Regions from separate parts of the Mus musculus genome. Here regions 2 and 3 are each linked to region 1. Evidence: chromatin contacts called from public HiChIP or PLAC-seq and Micro-C data. All regions are on one chromosome and are shown on one strand. The core of a region is the stretch at or near the end of the contact, and the rest is flanking DNA. Distances in the headings are between cores, read along the strand shown.

Region 1 (4,922 bases), core at 1,280-3,779:
TGTGTTTCTGAAAGAAGAAGTTGCCATTACAAGCAACTAGCTTAGTTTCTCTCTTCCTTTTCCGGGGACTTACTGTGATGGGTAAGGAAATCTCCATTTTGTGCTAGGCACCCATTCTAAATTCCTAAAAGATAAGCTTCAACAACTCTGACTCCTTGTCCCCCCTCCTCAAAACTGTAAAACTGCTGTGAGATAATTCACTTCCTACTCTGGCTTTTGTATCCCATGTATCGCTTTTGCCAGGGCATGGGACAGCTCCTTTAAGGTTGTCTACAGAGGGAGACAAACAGATCCACAGCTGCAAGGACTGAAAGCAGTTTCTCCCTCAGCTACACACTGCACACAAATGAGACGTTTACAGTGCTCACCTTTACAAACCCTTCCTCTACCACTCCTGTGTGGCATGGCCTAATTTGGCTTTTAGGCTGTCGACCTGCTAGCAGTAACTAATAAATTCATTTAATTATAATTTGGTTTAAACCTATGGTCTTTCCCCGGTGGATTTGAATGCTACTGTTGCTGAGGATGGCAGAGAGCTCATGGCCTCTAGGGATGGCTTATCTCATTCCCTGAAGAGCCAGACTACAGGAATCACACAAGGCTCTACTCTCTTAACTCTCTCTCTGATCAAGCGGGAGCAACTCTAGATTCAGGGGAGACTCTGTTGACAGCTCAAGGGACCGTTCTTCTCAAAACTCTCAAACCATTGAAAGTCACAAAACACCAGTGCTAGGAACATTCAAACCCGTGGCTTCAGGACCCTGCTACCCTTGCTCTCAGTAAACCACAGCTGAAGTGAATAGTAAGGATACTGTTAAGGCCCAGTCCAGCTTTGAGAACAGGCTCCCAGTCCTTCGCCTGAGCTTGCTTACCCTAATCCTGACCTGCCAGGAAATACAAAATCAACTCCAAGAAGTCATTTAGCCACTCCTTCTGTGTCCAAGCCCTGGAGACCTGCCTAAGGCAGAGGGTGAGCTAGGTCCTTCTGCATGGCCTGCAACCAATCTGTCTTTCAGAGACCCCTTTTACCATTCAAGTCAAGTTAGATTGCAGCCTCACCTTAGGTGGACACTACCACTGTGCTGCCCTGACAATGATACTATTCAACCCTGCTATTTTGCAAAGTGGTTGGCCAAGAAGAAAGCCCTGGAAAGCCTGAGGAGATGGGTGTGGGTTGGGGTCATCCTTCCTCTGCAGCTGTCACTCACAGGTGGCAGGCATAGGACACAGTGGACAGGCTGTAAATTTAGTGCTGGATTCCAGACTCCACAGCCACATAGGCAGCTGTGCTAGTGGGACCTGGATCCTGGGGCACCTAGGGGAAATGGTTTCATGCAGTGTGTGTGTGTGTGTGTGTGTGTGTGTTTGCTTGCAGTATGTCTGCTTCCTTCTCAGAGCTCTAAGCGCTTGTGCGTGAATGTCACGCATCTTTAGCTCTCTGGGTGTATATGGTGTGTTGTTTTTCTCTGTTGTGAACAAAAACATGGGGAAAGGAGCTACTTCTGCTGCTGAGGCGGAAAACTAAAGGGAAGCTGTGTCTGCTGAGATTAGCTGGCTGATTAAAGTTTCAGTACTATGGAGAGGTTGGAATGTTCCAGGTCCAGAGGCAAATTACTTTATTTTGGGCTAAGTTCGGGCCCTCAGGAACAGCCATTTCTTTCTTGCCCCTCTTTGTTAGAACTAACTTCTTGAGGCAATAGATGAACACTGTTTAACTATTGATTTAACACGATAGTTAGCTTCTACAAATCCAAAAGTTAGCAATGCTATCAGATAGCATTTTGAGCCTATAGGAACACTTTCCCATTTCACTGTTACCTGACTCTCTGTTGTACCCACCAATGTATTTTAAACTTGCCTTGATATACGGCTTTATCTGTTCTGTAAAACTATTTTAAAAACAAAACAAAACAAAACAAAAACCAAAAAAACCCAAAAAACTTCCCGAAACTGCTTTCACATAGGAACATGGAATTAGGGGTAACTTAAATCTGTGTTTCCAGCTCATGGTCATTCAAAATGGCTCCAGAATAATCTTTTCCCCTGTAAGATGAGAGCTGTGGTTTCTGCGCTGACACTCACTGTGTGTGTGGTGTGTTGTTTTTATCTGTGTGCATGGTGTCTAGGGCGTGTGCGTCCATGCTGTGTGTTTGTATTCATGTAGTAACTGTGACATTCACTTGTACCTCTGTGTGTAGTTTGTATCTGGGGAAGGGTCCTGAGGATGTGTCCTTGTGGGTGTGCCTACACCTGTGCTATCTGAATGTGGGTCTCGCACGTGTGCAACTGTAAACATGTGCATGCAGTTCTAGTGAGCGTGTTTCTGCTCCGGGGACCAGTGTGAGGGTCTGTGTTCTCGACTGTGCGCATGGGCTGGAAGGGCCCCATAATTCGGTTCAGTGCCCCGTGAAGGTCCCCCACGCGGCCAGGAAAAGCGCGAGGCAGGTCGGCGGGCGATGCCCCGCTCCTCCCCGGGGGCCGGGCACACGTGGGGCCCCGGCGCCGCCTCCCCGCGCGTCCCCACCCAGCGGGCCGCCCCCGCCGCCGAGCGGCTGGGGATAAAGTGGCGGCGCAGACGCCGCGCCCTATCGCTGCGCAGCCGGCCGCGCGCAGTAGTCTGGCTCTAGCCCGCCGCAGACCCGGACCCGCGTGGTGCTCGGGGAACGTGACAGCGGCGCTCGTGGCCCGGGTAACTGCCTCCCGCCCCTGCCTCAGGATAGGAGCCGCCGCCAGGGGTCCCCTGCGCGCGTGTGCGTGCGCACGAGTGTGCGCGCGTGTCAGCGTGTGCGCGTGAACGCGCCCCTCGCGCCCTCGCACCAACCCCCAAACAGACTTGTGCCCGTCAACTGCATCTTCCCAGACCGGTGTGGGAACAACGGCCAGGTCCACGTCCTGTGTGGCGTGCCGATGACAGCCGCGAGGTTTCCTTCCCTAAGCGGTCGCGGGCGGGCAAGAGGCAAAGTTTGTCGGAGAATCGGGGTGACTTTGCTCGGGGACCCGCATCTGCGCGAATGCGCGGTGCCGCGGAGCGCGTCTCGCAGCAGCTCCGGGCTGGGGACCGGCTGTCCCTCGCTCCCGGAACCCCTTCAGGGGTGTGTTCTGGAAAAGTGGCGACATGAGCTAGAGCTGGAGCAGCAGGAGGGAGCAACTCGCACCCCTGCAGCCCAGGCGGGGAGGGCGCGGACCCCGTGGTGCTGCCCTGCGGCCGCGATGAGGGAACAGCCCTCGTTTGCCTGGCGCTGATACTCGAGGCTGTGGCGGTAGTGGAATGCAAAAGCCAAGACTAATGGAAACAGGTTTGTCATGGCATCTTTGGCATTCAGAAGGGAAAAATCGCTTGGGGCGCGTCACCTACTTATTATGCCCCCTGAAACCCGCACAGTGGAGATTTTAGGAGAGATGGGTCCTTGCAGCTGGGGCTTTGTACCCACGGAACTGACTGTAATTTCCGCTTGATTACAGCTAAAATAGTCTTTAAGATGAAGTTTCCTGAGATGATTTAAAATAAACACAGATGGGAGGGGGGCTATACTGAGGCACTTTAAAAAAATAAAGTGAGCATTTTCTTAAGGACAAACAGGACTTTTCAATCTTGAAGGGGTTTGCAAGAGATGTATGTAATTTTAAAATATATATATCAAATTGGGGTTTGGTGGGGTTTTTTTTGTTTGTTTGTTTTGTTTTTTGTTTTTTGTTTTTTGTTTAATTGCCTAGAAAAGAAGCCACAGCCACAGTCCTGACTCAAAAAAGGCTTTCTTTCCTCCCATATGGACATAAGTGTATTTCTGACTTTAGAATATGTCCACCTTTCTTCCAAGGGCCTAAAGACCCCTGCAGGATGCCTGAGGCAAGTTCACCCAGGCGAACTCCACAGAATGTTCCCTACCAGGACCTGCCTCACCTGGTCAATGCAGACGGACAGTACCTCTTTTGTAGATACTGGAAGCCCAGTGGCACACCCAAGTAAGTCCTCTCCTCTTCGTCCTCCTTCATCGCACCTGCTCCTCCTCCTCCTCCGTCATCATGAGGGCCACCCTTTCCGTGACCTGCCTCTCATGTCACTGACACCCCTGGCACAGCGGTGTTAGCAAAGTTGTGAGCTATACTTTATGCTTTTCTTTAAAATGACGGCTCAAGAGTTCTCTTTTCACTACAACTAGGATAGGAGTCCACTGTCTGGCAGTTTTCAAAGATTCATATGACTTTTTTTTTTGTACCAGAATTGATTCCCTGTTGCAAGCATTTATTTAAAAGCAAACCCAACAATTTAAAAAAAAAAAAAAGCCAGCGAATGCATAAGAAAACTAAAATTATATGTGCGCGTATCTGTCTTTTTAACCTCTGCTGTGTGCTCCTGCTTAGTTCTGAGCTTCAGAGATGACACCCAGCTAGCTGGGAGGAGAGGGGCCTGGGGTCTCCTTCTGGTTTCTCGCCAGCTCAGTGACTTTCCTATCCAGGATCTGCCTTGCTGCTGGAGACAGACTGGGGCTGTGCCCAGCCCCGCAGCTGCTCCCCACCACCCTGTTCCTCTTGGGTGAAGCAGGAAAAGCCCGGCTTGTTTGTGATAATCAGGGAAGAGAGTAGCTGTAGCAACCTTGGCCTGGTGACTAGTCACTGTTTCCTGTTCCTTGTTTTGGGGAAAGCTTACCTGCTCCATGGGCCTCTTGTCTCCCAAGGGGTCCTGGTGGGTATGAACTGTGCTCCCACCGTGGCTCTGGGGTTACCCAGTTGTAGCTCTCTCAACAAGGTGGGTGCAATCCAGAGGGATTCCTATTAACAGTGCAGAAGGAGTGACTTTAATGCCCTAGCTTCTGTGCAGCTACACCAAGTTGTGTGTTTTCAAAGTGGGCAGTGGTGCATAGGCTGGTTGGTGATTGTTCCTGCCAGCTCTTGGAGGAGAGTGTGCCCGGGTGTGCAAGTGT
Region 2 (4,922 bases), core at 806-3,305, 170 kb before region 1:
CGTGTACCTGCCCAGAACACAACTGAATTCAGATTTTACCGCAGAAGGACAAACAGCGGGATGGAGATGGGAAAGAACTGTCAGAGAGGCTTCCTGATGCCACCTGGGATCTGGTGTGACAAGGCAGTAGGATCGTTAGGTAATACAGCAGCATGGGGACGAGGCAGGGTGGGGGCAGGGCTAACCCAGCCACCCAGTAAAAGATGTCTGCTGAAGTATAGGTGAGGGAAATGGCCTGACTCTTACATTTCTCTAACAGTATTTCAGATAGAGCAAAAAGAGAAGTCAATTTAGTGGGGCCCTGTCTCCAAATAAAAAGTTGGGGAAGAAAAAGAGGGTTGGTGATATAATAGCTCAGTGGTAGAGCAGGGCCTGGCATGCATCAGGCCCTCGGTTCAATCCCCAGTACAGAAAAAAAGAATCAGTATGACCTTGATGAAATTTATATGCTACAATTCTAGGTCAAATTGGAAAGGGTTTACAGCTTAGCAGCGACCCTAATTAGACACTAATTAGATATACTTGCCAATCTTGGGAGCTGGGGAGGCTTTATTATCTTTTGAAATCCCAGTGACTATACTAGCCTCATGGAAAGCAGGAAGTCACGTTGGACTTCTGACCTCAAATCAAGAACTTTCAAAAGTGTGACAGAGTCCTTTGCGCCAAGTTGAAAACTGTTTCTGAGAGTTTCTCTGGTGCTCTTCGGAGCTCCTTCCCGCTCCTTCCCTGTCCTCTGATCCGGGTGCTGAATCCAGTGCTGTCCCTGTCTTTTCAAATATGCCTTCAAGCGTCTCTTCTGCGTGCTCTACCTCCATTTACAGGGTTTCTGGGATGACTCTGAACTCCATACTCTGCCATTTCAAAGTTGGATACTGTTTTAACTCAAGACTCGTTTGGAATGTTTAAGAGTTTGCAGCTGAGGGCTGGAGATGGCTTAGCAGTTAAGAGTGAGGGTATGTCCACTGCTCTTGTAGAGGACCCAGGTTCAGTTCCTAGCAGCAAGTTGGAGGGCTCACAAAAACTGCTTGTTATTTGAGCTATAGGAGATGTGGTGCCCTCTTCTAGACTGTATGGGTATTGTATCCGTACATGAACACACACAGACATGCTCGTGAACACACATACTTGAAAATAAAATAAAAAAAATTTAAAAGCTGATAGGCTCACCACTGAGTTTTAAAGATGAACACAATGGTATTTGTCTATCCTTTGATCATAAATTTAAAAAAAATAAAATTTACTTATTGTGTGTATGTGTGTGAGTAGTTGGCTCTCCTCCCCCACCACCCTTGTCCCACTATATGGGTTCCAAGTATTGTATTTGGGTTGTCAGTCTTGGTGACAAGGACAGCTTCATCAGCCCCTGAGCTATTATTTAACTAGCTTTAAAAAATGTTAGCATTGTGGACAGATGTACAGTTTCTGTAACTTCTACTGTTGTGTCACCTTCCGAGTGGCAGGAAGGATGCCTGGCCCTACCGTGGGGGTATGGAGTATGGGTGCAGCAGGAGGGAGCCTTGCACTGCCTCAGCAAGAATAGGAGAGGCGTGGCCAACCGACAGCAGCCCTGCACAGCTGGAGTCATCCTGTGGGTTCATTCTGCAAGCTGATGTAACTGCTCCTGCTCTCTGGGACTGTCAGGGATGTGCTTTTTAGCACAGCCACACTCAAGATCTGGTTTTCTTTTGTCTTTCTGGGAAGAAGGTCCCTGAGTCTACATTTAGATGAAAGTAGGCAGACCTCTCATTGCTGCCTTTTCTGGATTCACTTCCCCATCTTCCTCATGCTGTATTTATTTTAAATACATGTGTGTTGCCATTGTTCCCAGGAGCCTGTTATTCCAGACATGGGATAAAATCACTGTATTAGTCTTAAACGGAAGGTGATAGCAGATAGGCTCTCCCTCAGAGAGGAGGTGCACTATCACACACCCTCTGTGTGACCCCAGGTTGTCACCACCCCCAACAGGTTGGTGTGGCAGCTTGGTTCATCCTCTTGGTGTCACTCTTGGTACTCTTCTAAGCTCAGGGCTTGGAGAACCAGGAAAGGGGCTGGCACTTGAGATGACCTACTTAGGATGAAATATCATCACACTAGCAAGGAAAAGGCACAGGAGGCAGAACCCCATGTCAGCTCTTTTCAATCCAGGTACTCCCCAAAAATAGATGCACCACATGCGGCAGTATCATATTCCCTGAAGGAGTCAGGCAAGCCTGAGTGGCATGTCTCCAGCAGCCAGTGGTTCAAGAAAACTGTCTCATAGGAAAATGGGCTCTGCTATACCAAGGAGTAAATGAGATATGGGCATGAGGTTTGAGGTAAAGAAGGCAGTGGAAGCCCATGTATGCGGCAGACTGCCTTGGGATACACCCCATGCTTTTTAGGGCGTGCTCTGTGCAGTGAAAGTACTTCAGTGGAAACATCAGGGACCATTTTCATCTAGGTGTTATTCTTTTTTTTTTTTTTTTTTTGGTTTTTTGAGACAGGGTTTCTCTGTATAGCTCTGGCTGTCCTGGAACTCACTTTGTAGACCAGGCTGGCCTAGAACTCAGAAATCCGCCTGCCTTTGCCTCCCGAGTGCTGGGATTAAAGGTGTGCGCCACCACACCCGGCTAGGTGTTATTCTTAAAGTGATTGGAAAAGTGGGAAGAGTGTTTGGGGAGACTGTACACTGTTTTCCACTGATTTTCAGTGAAATGCTGACTTGCTGGGTTTCATTATAGGAATAGTATTACTATTTAATTTTTTTTTAGATTTATTTTTTTCATTTTAAATTCTCTCTGTCTCTCTTGCATCCATCTGTCTGTCTGTCTGTCTGTCTGTCTGTCTGTCTGTCTGTCTCTCTGTGAGTCTCTCTCTCTCTCTGGGAGTGTGTGTGTGTGTGTGTGTGTGTGTGTGTGTGTAGTGCCCACAGGAGCCAGAAGAGGATGTCAGGTCCCCTGGAGTGATAAGCAACTGTGAGCTGCCTCACTTGGGTACTAGGAACTGAACTCTGGAAGAGTGGTACCCACTACCGAGCCAAGCCAGCCCTACAGAAATGGTATTGAGGACATTTCCCACTGACTTCTGTAAGATGAGCCTTGCCTCTGTTGTGCTGATTTCTACTTTATTCAGTTTCTGTTCTGTGCCATTGTTGTCATCGATGTGACTGAACACCTGACAAGAAGTATCTTAAGGAGGAAGGATTTTTTTCCTGAGCTCAGAGTTTCAGGGAACATAGTCCATCATGCTGGTGGCTTCATGGTGGTGGGAGTGAACAGTGTCTTGCTCTGTCATGTGTAGGCAGACCAGGAAACAGACTAAAAGCAGGATGGGCCATAAACTGGAGGTCTCCTCCGCCAGAGACCCTCCCACCTAAAAGTGACATAGTCTCCTAAAACAGTGCCAGCAGCCGGGGACCAAGTCTTAACACATACGATCCTGAGGGGAGCAGATCACAGAAAAACTGTAACATAGATTTATTTCAATTCCCACCTCACTGTGAGGTGTGATCTGCATTCTTCCCTGCTAGTGAACGGCTCTGCAGAGGGGAAGGAGCCCCCTCACTGCCTGTGATGCTCTGGCCTACTGGATGTGCGAATCAACAGAGAAGTGTCCAGCCTACTTTGGCTTATTCTCAGTCAGGGATGTGACCTGCTCTTCTGGTGGTAAGTGAATTGCCTGTCAGTGAAAGCAAAGGATTAACCAAACCCTGACTCAGGAAGAAGGAGGGGGAAGAGGAGCGCTGTGACCAGCAGGTGACAGTCTGTCCACAAGGATAAAAGAGCAGCAAGCGCTCTGCAGGCAGAGTGGGAAGGAGAGGGTCTTCATGATCCCACAGGGCACACAAGATGGGATCACACGGACAGGCGTGTGTGACAGCATTCTTGCCTGGACCACACATTTAATTAGTTAAGAATTTCATAAAATTGAAAGAATGCACCTATACAATTATTTTTGATCCCAGGGACAATTAGCATTCCATTGATGGACTATAAACCAATTCCTACCTTTTCTAAGTTTATTTCTAAGAGTATTTGTAGTCCTGGCTGGCCTGGAACTTGCTATGTAGACCAGGCTGGCCTTGCACTCATAGTGATCCACCTGCCTCTGCCTCCCAGTGCTGTGATGAAAGGGCATGTACCACAAAGTCCAGCTAGGAATGTTTCTATAAAGTCATGCAGAAGCATTAAAGTAGCAAAACAGGGTCTGGAGGGATGGCTCAGCAGTACTCTTCCAGAGGTCCTGGGTTCGGTTCCTAGCACGCACATGGCAGCTCACAGCTGTCTAGCTCCAGTTCAGTTGGTGTGCTCGCTGCACTGTTGAGTTCTATTCCCTCCGTGGAGTCTACCACCTCTCTGTTTCTCTGCTCATCTCCTTAAAGGCCTTTGAGTCACTCAGTTTTAGAAATTATAACTTGAAAGATGCTCATGTACAAGTTTGTGTGTTATAATTCATCTCCTCTCTTGGGAAGTCACTGACTGTCTCCCACATCTCACGCACACACACACACACACACACACACACAGAGAGAGAGAGAGAGAGAGAGAGAGAGACATACCAATGGCCTTTTCCCAGAGCGGCTGTTTTGCTTGGCATTCTCACCAGGAATGCATGGGAGTCTGCTTTTAACACTTTCATGAAGTAAGACCTAATTATCAAATAATGTCTTAAAATATTTAGCTTTTCAGATAGTTTGTAGCGTAGTATCTCATAGTGACTTCTTTAATTCACATTTTCCTAAGAAGAGAGTTGAACATTTATTTCAGATTTTGTGTCTACTTTGGTGAAGAGTCTGCAAGCCTTGTGCCCTCTTACATATTATCTGGGTGTTTTGTTTCCTTATTTCTTGGGTGGGAGTTGGTTTTCTCTCACCTATCCAGCTGGCATTGTTAGGCTTGGGGGCAAGTTCCACTGAGCTATCCAATATCAATTCTGAACAC
Region 3 (4,922 bases), core at 1,000-3,499, 150 kb after region 1:
GGCAGAAAGGAAAAGGCACACAGGGAGGGACAAGGTGGATCAGCATCAAGAAAGATCTGATCCAAACAAGCCCAGAAAGGGGAGGTCACGGAGACAGGCAGACATCTTAGGGGTAGAGAAAGCCAGGGCCCCAGAACCCAGTGTGTGTCCTCCTGCACGGTCCCGCTCAGCCCTGGCAGGCAGGCTCTTCTGTCTACCACCAGCTGCACTCGGCCCTCCCCTGTCAGCAGCTTTCAAGTCAGATCCCCCTAAGCCCTTAGCAGACACCAGCATGGGAGGTGGCTGGGCAGCATCTGCCACTCTGCCCCCACAGCCCGGAGTGGCAGCCACAACAGAGATGCACCCCCACCCCACACCCCCATCCCCCACCCCCACCCGACTCCACTGATGTTTGCCGCTGAGAAAGAGTGCATGAGTGAAGCGTTCTTCTTTCTACACAAAGGTGTAGAAAGGAGGCACGCTGATAGACACACGTGTGCCTGCACAGAGATGGGGGCATACAAACGGGGTGAGGGAGAGAAGAGGAAAGGAGGGACCCTGATTGTCATCCCACTGGTCACCAGGATGGGGTCATGAGAGTCAGGTCTCCATACTGACTTGCACTGCTGGCAGAGATGGTGTGGTCCCTACCTAGAGAGAGAGAGCAGACCTCCCAGAGCTTTGCAAAGATCTGGGTGGTCTGTGTAGATGTCCCAGGCCAACATCAATAGACACTTCCCCATAAAATGTGCCCAGGGCAGGCACAGCAGTGTGAGGGGTCAGTTACCTCTCTGACTTTTTGTTTTATTTATCTATCTATTTATTTAGAGACAGGGTCTTGCTCTGCAGCCCAGACTGGACTTGGATTCCCAATCCTCCTGCCCCTTAGGTTCCAAAGAGCTGGAATTACAGTTAAGTACAACCCTAATCAGCGTTCTCCCACCTCCGCCCTTCTCCAGACATTTTCCTGGTGTTCTATCATTGACAGTCTCAAAGTAAGGGCCCACCACCTATTCATATCAAACAAGGTCTTCACCTGACTTCACATAGACGCCTCCTCGAATTTGTATACATTACACTGGGTGGGTTTTGGTGGGGTAACTGCCTGAGCACTAGTGGCCAGTCCCATGCCTGTCTCCACTGGAGGGGAAGCGACGCAGTCGAGGACACGCGTTCACCAAGTCTTGTAGCCCACCCAGCCCAGCACCCTGCTCCTGCCCCAGGCCCACCTTAGGACAGGGTCCCAGCTCCGATCTTCCCTGAGAAAGCTGCTCTCCCATGTCCTGGTCTGACCCACCTTTGCAGTCAGCCTTCCTCCCTCCCCTTCTGTGGTGGCGGCTTGCCTCTGAGCCTGTCAAGCTTTTGTGCCCGCCCCCTACACTCGCACACACCCCTGAATCCCATGTCTACCCTGAGAAGCTGTCTCTTTCTCCCTCACACACATATTTCTTACCTGCCTCAGGCCCCGACCTGTCACACGCCCACACTAACGAGGTATCCGGAGTGACTGCTGAATGAAAACCACGTACCCGAGTCTCACACACAGCCCCATATGGCGGCAGTCGCTGTCGCAGACCTACCCCTTTGTCAGCTCCTAATAAAGTTGCCCCGCGCAGTCGAGGACACGCGTTCACAACGACACGCACACGCCTTCCCAGGCAAGCTCCACGCACATGTAAACATCCACCTCGGCCACGCAGCTCTTTCTTTCTCGGCCCTCGGCATCCCCGGCCCACGCGCTTTGGGTACCCGCCGGACCTTTACGATGCGATTTCTCCAAGGGTGTCACCCGTGCGCTCTCGCCTCCCTGCTGAGCTTCTCTACACCCTCGCGCGCACACACGCACACGCCCCTCTGCTCCTTGGCCGCAGACTGGTCACCTGTCACCTGTCACCTGGCGAGGGGTGGGGCGCGGACACCCTGGTGCAGCGGCCCCGCCGCCGCCGTCCTCGAGCGCGCGCGTGGCACGGAGCATCCAGCGCCCAGGACAGGGCGCCTGGGGGGTCCCCGCGCCAGGCCCCGCGCCGCCGCCTCCTCCCCGCGCGCGGCCGACCCCGCGCGCCCCACAGCCTTTGTTCTGCGGCGCTGCCAGCACTGGCCCGTGGCGCGCTGCGCCCTCGCGGCTTGGCCCGGCCCCACTCACCGGCGGCCAGCAGCAACAGCAGCGGCGGCGGCAGTCGGGCGGCCCGCAGCGGCCGGGCCATGGTGCAGCGTTGCCGCCCGCAGCCGCAGCGCCGCGGCGCCCGGGCCGGCCTCGGGGGCGCGCAAAGCGAAGGCGGCGGCGCGCGTGCGCCCCGTTGGCCTGCGTACCCGCCACTCACGCGCTCATCCGCCCAATCGATGCAGCGGAGGGATCGGGGGCGGGACCCTATTGCGGAGTCCGGCTTCGCACCTGCACCTCGGGCCTCGAGCACTTCGCCACCCGGGGGGGGGGACCTCCCTGGGAAGCGGGTCCCGAACCTTTTGTGCAGCAGACCGGGCCCCAGTTACAGCGAAGGAGACAGAGGCCAGGATCAGCAGGGACCTGTTGGGGCACGTGGCCTGGGGATCCTGAAGGCCGGAGAGGACCAGGCTTTGGTGAAGGGACTGGGCAAGAGCAGAGAGCTGAACTCTGTGCCGGGTGTAGTTTATTTTCATTTTATGTGTGTGAATGTTTTCCCTACATGTACATATGTGCACCACGTGCGTGTTTGAAGTCCACTGATGGTTGTTGAGCCACCATGTGGGTGCTGGGAACTGAACTTGGGTCAGTCCATGCTCTTAACCTCTGACCCACTACAGCTTCCAGGGGTAGTTTAGACCCCCAATTTCCAGTTGGCTTTCACAGCCTGAGGAGATTTGTCCTTGTCTTCAGACATCTTGTGGGAGTCACCTTTCTCTCTAGCCAGCGCTTCTCCTTGACTTCAAGTTTCTTTTTGTGCCAATATGGCAAATCCGACAGGCATTGCTCTTCCTAAGTGTCAGGAGGGCAGGAACATTCCTCAGCATGTTCCAGAGCCACAAGTGTAGGAAGGCAGGTTAAGCACAAACGGAGGCAGAGGGGACCTTCTATGGAGACATTTATAGGATGCATGGATGTTGGGTAAGCTGGGTTTTGGCGAAACCATTCTAGATACAGAGAGAAACTGTGGCAATTCTCAGATAGAAAGATGTCTCACTTCTTTAAGTGACAGTGAAAACACTGACTGAAGCGTGACTGTCCCACGCCTGTAATATTTGTACCGCACTAGAAGGGATTCAGGTTAAGACCAGGGCAGTCTGAGCGACATAAGATTGTCTGGTGGGGGAGGGGAGCTAGAGAGACAGCTCCGCACAGAGTTTGTGGCTCTTGGAGGACCCAGATTTGGTTCCCAGCACCCACACTTGCTACTGTCTGTAACTCCAGCTCCAGGAAACCCAGTGCCTAGTCTTCTACTAGATTGAATCAGTCTGTACTTAAAGGCATGCTGTGTTGGGAGAGAGACTCTAGGTTTGTGTTTTAAAAAAGAAGAAAAGGCTTTGGACTCCTTCCGAAATAATAAGGATCAGACTTGACAGAGGGCGACTCCCTGAAGATCTTGGCTACAGACAAGAAGAGGAAGACTGGCAAGATCAACAAGATGGGTAATGTATACACTGATCCCTATACTTGGGGACAGCTCTGGGACTTAAATGTCTATATACAGACAACAAATTGTATTGACTACAAAATTCTCAGGGCTTATTATGACATACCATCTTTTCAGATAGTGTAAATGGAGATTTGAGTTTGATTATATGATCAGACTAACTTCTAAAGAAAGACAGTTGTCTTTCACCTGTTCAAACAGCAGAAAATCATTCTTAATTGATCTCCGCACCCCGCACTTTCAATGCAAATGTCGATAAGGTTTGTATATTGCAGAATGGAAGACCAAGAAGGCAGCCCTGACAGGATTCACCCTCGAGGATCCTGAGCTACTGAGACCTACTGTTCCAGCTTCTTGCTTGATCCTACTTCAGCTGTATCAAAGCTATTTCCTCTAAAGACTTGCTTCCGGGACATTTTCAGAATAATTAGCTCACTTGGCCCAGCCTTTCAGACTGTTCCAGTCAGACTTCATTTAAGCCTACACTTTCTCAACATACAGAGACTGGACAACAGATGCTACAGCTAGCTTTCTTAAGAGTAACTGGTTTTAGCCGGGCGTGGTGGCGCACGCCTTTAATCCCAGCACTTGGGAGGCAGAGGCAGGCAGATTTCTGAGTTCGAGGCCAGCCTGGTCTACAAAGTGAGTTCTAGGACAGCCAGAGCTACATAGAGAAACCCTGTCTTGAAAAACAAAAACAAACAAGAGTAACCGATTGATTTTGTTTTGGTTTTGTTTTTCTAATTTTCTTGGGTCCTCCAAAAGGAATTCTTTGCTTCAGTTCAGCAGGAAACAATTACAAGGAGACTGTCATCCCTGTCCCTTAAGTTGGGATGGATGGTTTTGGTCATTTTATGAGTTATAGATATGTTGTCATTTTAGGAGATGGTATACAAATAATTGTGGTCTTGAATAGGGAGGAAACAAAATAAAGAGGTTAGATTCGGGATTTCTTTTCTCTTTCCCTTCCTTTCCTCAGTCTTCCTTTCTTCCTTAGGTAAGGGAAAGGAAATTGAAAAGAAAAAAATGAGGAGGAAACCTCTAATTGAGTTTAAATATTTACTACATGTGGGTACCTGAACATACATGGCACTTATTCACAGAAACATGCACACACACACACACACACACACACACACACACACACACATGTAAATAAAGCATAAAGAGACTGGATATTGGCTTAAATGTTAGGGACACCTACTGGCTCTTACAGAGAACCTGGTTCTGTTCCCAGCGCCTAAATAATGATTTAGAATTGATGTTAACTCTAGCTCCAGGGGATCCGGCACCCTCTTCTGGCCTCTGTGGGCACCACACATGCATACAGTACAC

The links. Hi-C and Micro-C count contacts between places; a contact is called where the count stands out from the background. HiChIP or PLAC-seq counts read pairs in DNA pulled down with a chosen protein or histone mark.
Region 2: an H3K27ac HiChIP or PLAC-seq map of epiblast stem cells shows a contact between it and region 1. The contact joins the enhancer-like site here to the promoter of Mgll in region 1. A contact is called at or near these places in 19 of 39 promoter capture datasets (3T3-L1-derived adipocytes, the C10 cell line, the HPC-7 cell line and 13 more), 1 of 15 datasets of contacts at CTCF or cohesin (large pre-B cells), 23 of 484 Hi-C or Micro-C datasets (B cells, the HL-1 cell line, Sertoli cells and 14 more), 8 of 115 datasets of contacts at active chromatin or transcription factors (astrocytes, embryonic stem cells, epiblast stem cells and 2 more) and 3 of 9 other capture datasets (adipose tissue, liver and macrophages).
Region 3: a contact with region 1 is called in a Micro-C map of embryonic stem cells, with 4 times the contacts expected there. The contact joins the promoter of Podxl2 here to the promoter of Mgll in region 1. A contact is called at or near these places in 3 of 39 promoter capture datasets (the C10 cell line, the SN4741 cell line and hematopoietic stem and progenitor cells), 1 of 484 Hi-C or Micro-C datasets (embryonic stem cells), 1 of 115 datasets of contacts at active chromatin or transcription factors (embryonic stem cells) and 4 of 9 other capture datasets (adipose tissue, embryonic stem cells, liver and 1 more).

Annotation. Positions count from the first base shown.
Region 1 is chr6:88,721,883-88,726,804 of GRCm38.p6, forward strand. It overlaps Mgll (monoglyceride lipase), which reads left to right and starts at 2,530. Exons shown (of 8, transcript NM_011844.4): 1 at 2,530-2,689; 2 at 3,819-3,963. The coding sequence starts at 3,839. It overlaps Gm26588 (a long non-coding RNA gene), which reads right to left. Exons shown (of 5, transcript XR_377840.3): 2 at 4,649-4,922.
Region 2 is chr6:88,556,171-88,561,092 of GRCm38.p6, forward strand. The region is part of intron 5 of Kbtbd12 (kelch repeat and BTB (POZ) domain containing 12); the gene reads right to left. Among named protein-coding and RNA genes, the nearest start is that of Sec61a1, 40 kb to the left of the region's middle. Within about 2 kb of position 2,056, at least 22 of the 459 cell types and tissues checked have an H3K27ac peak or open chromatin away from gene starts, as enhancers often do. A contact at or near this core is called in cerebellum and epiblast stem cells, where this site is marked.
Region 3 is chr6:88,872,797-88,877,718 of GRCm38.p6, forward strand. Podxl2 (podocalyxin-like 2) reads right to left here and starts at 2,250. Exons shown (of 8, transcript NM_001347327.2): 1 at 2,123-2,250. The coding sequence starts at 2,183.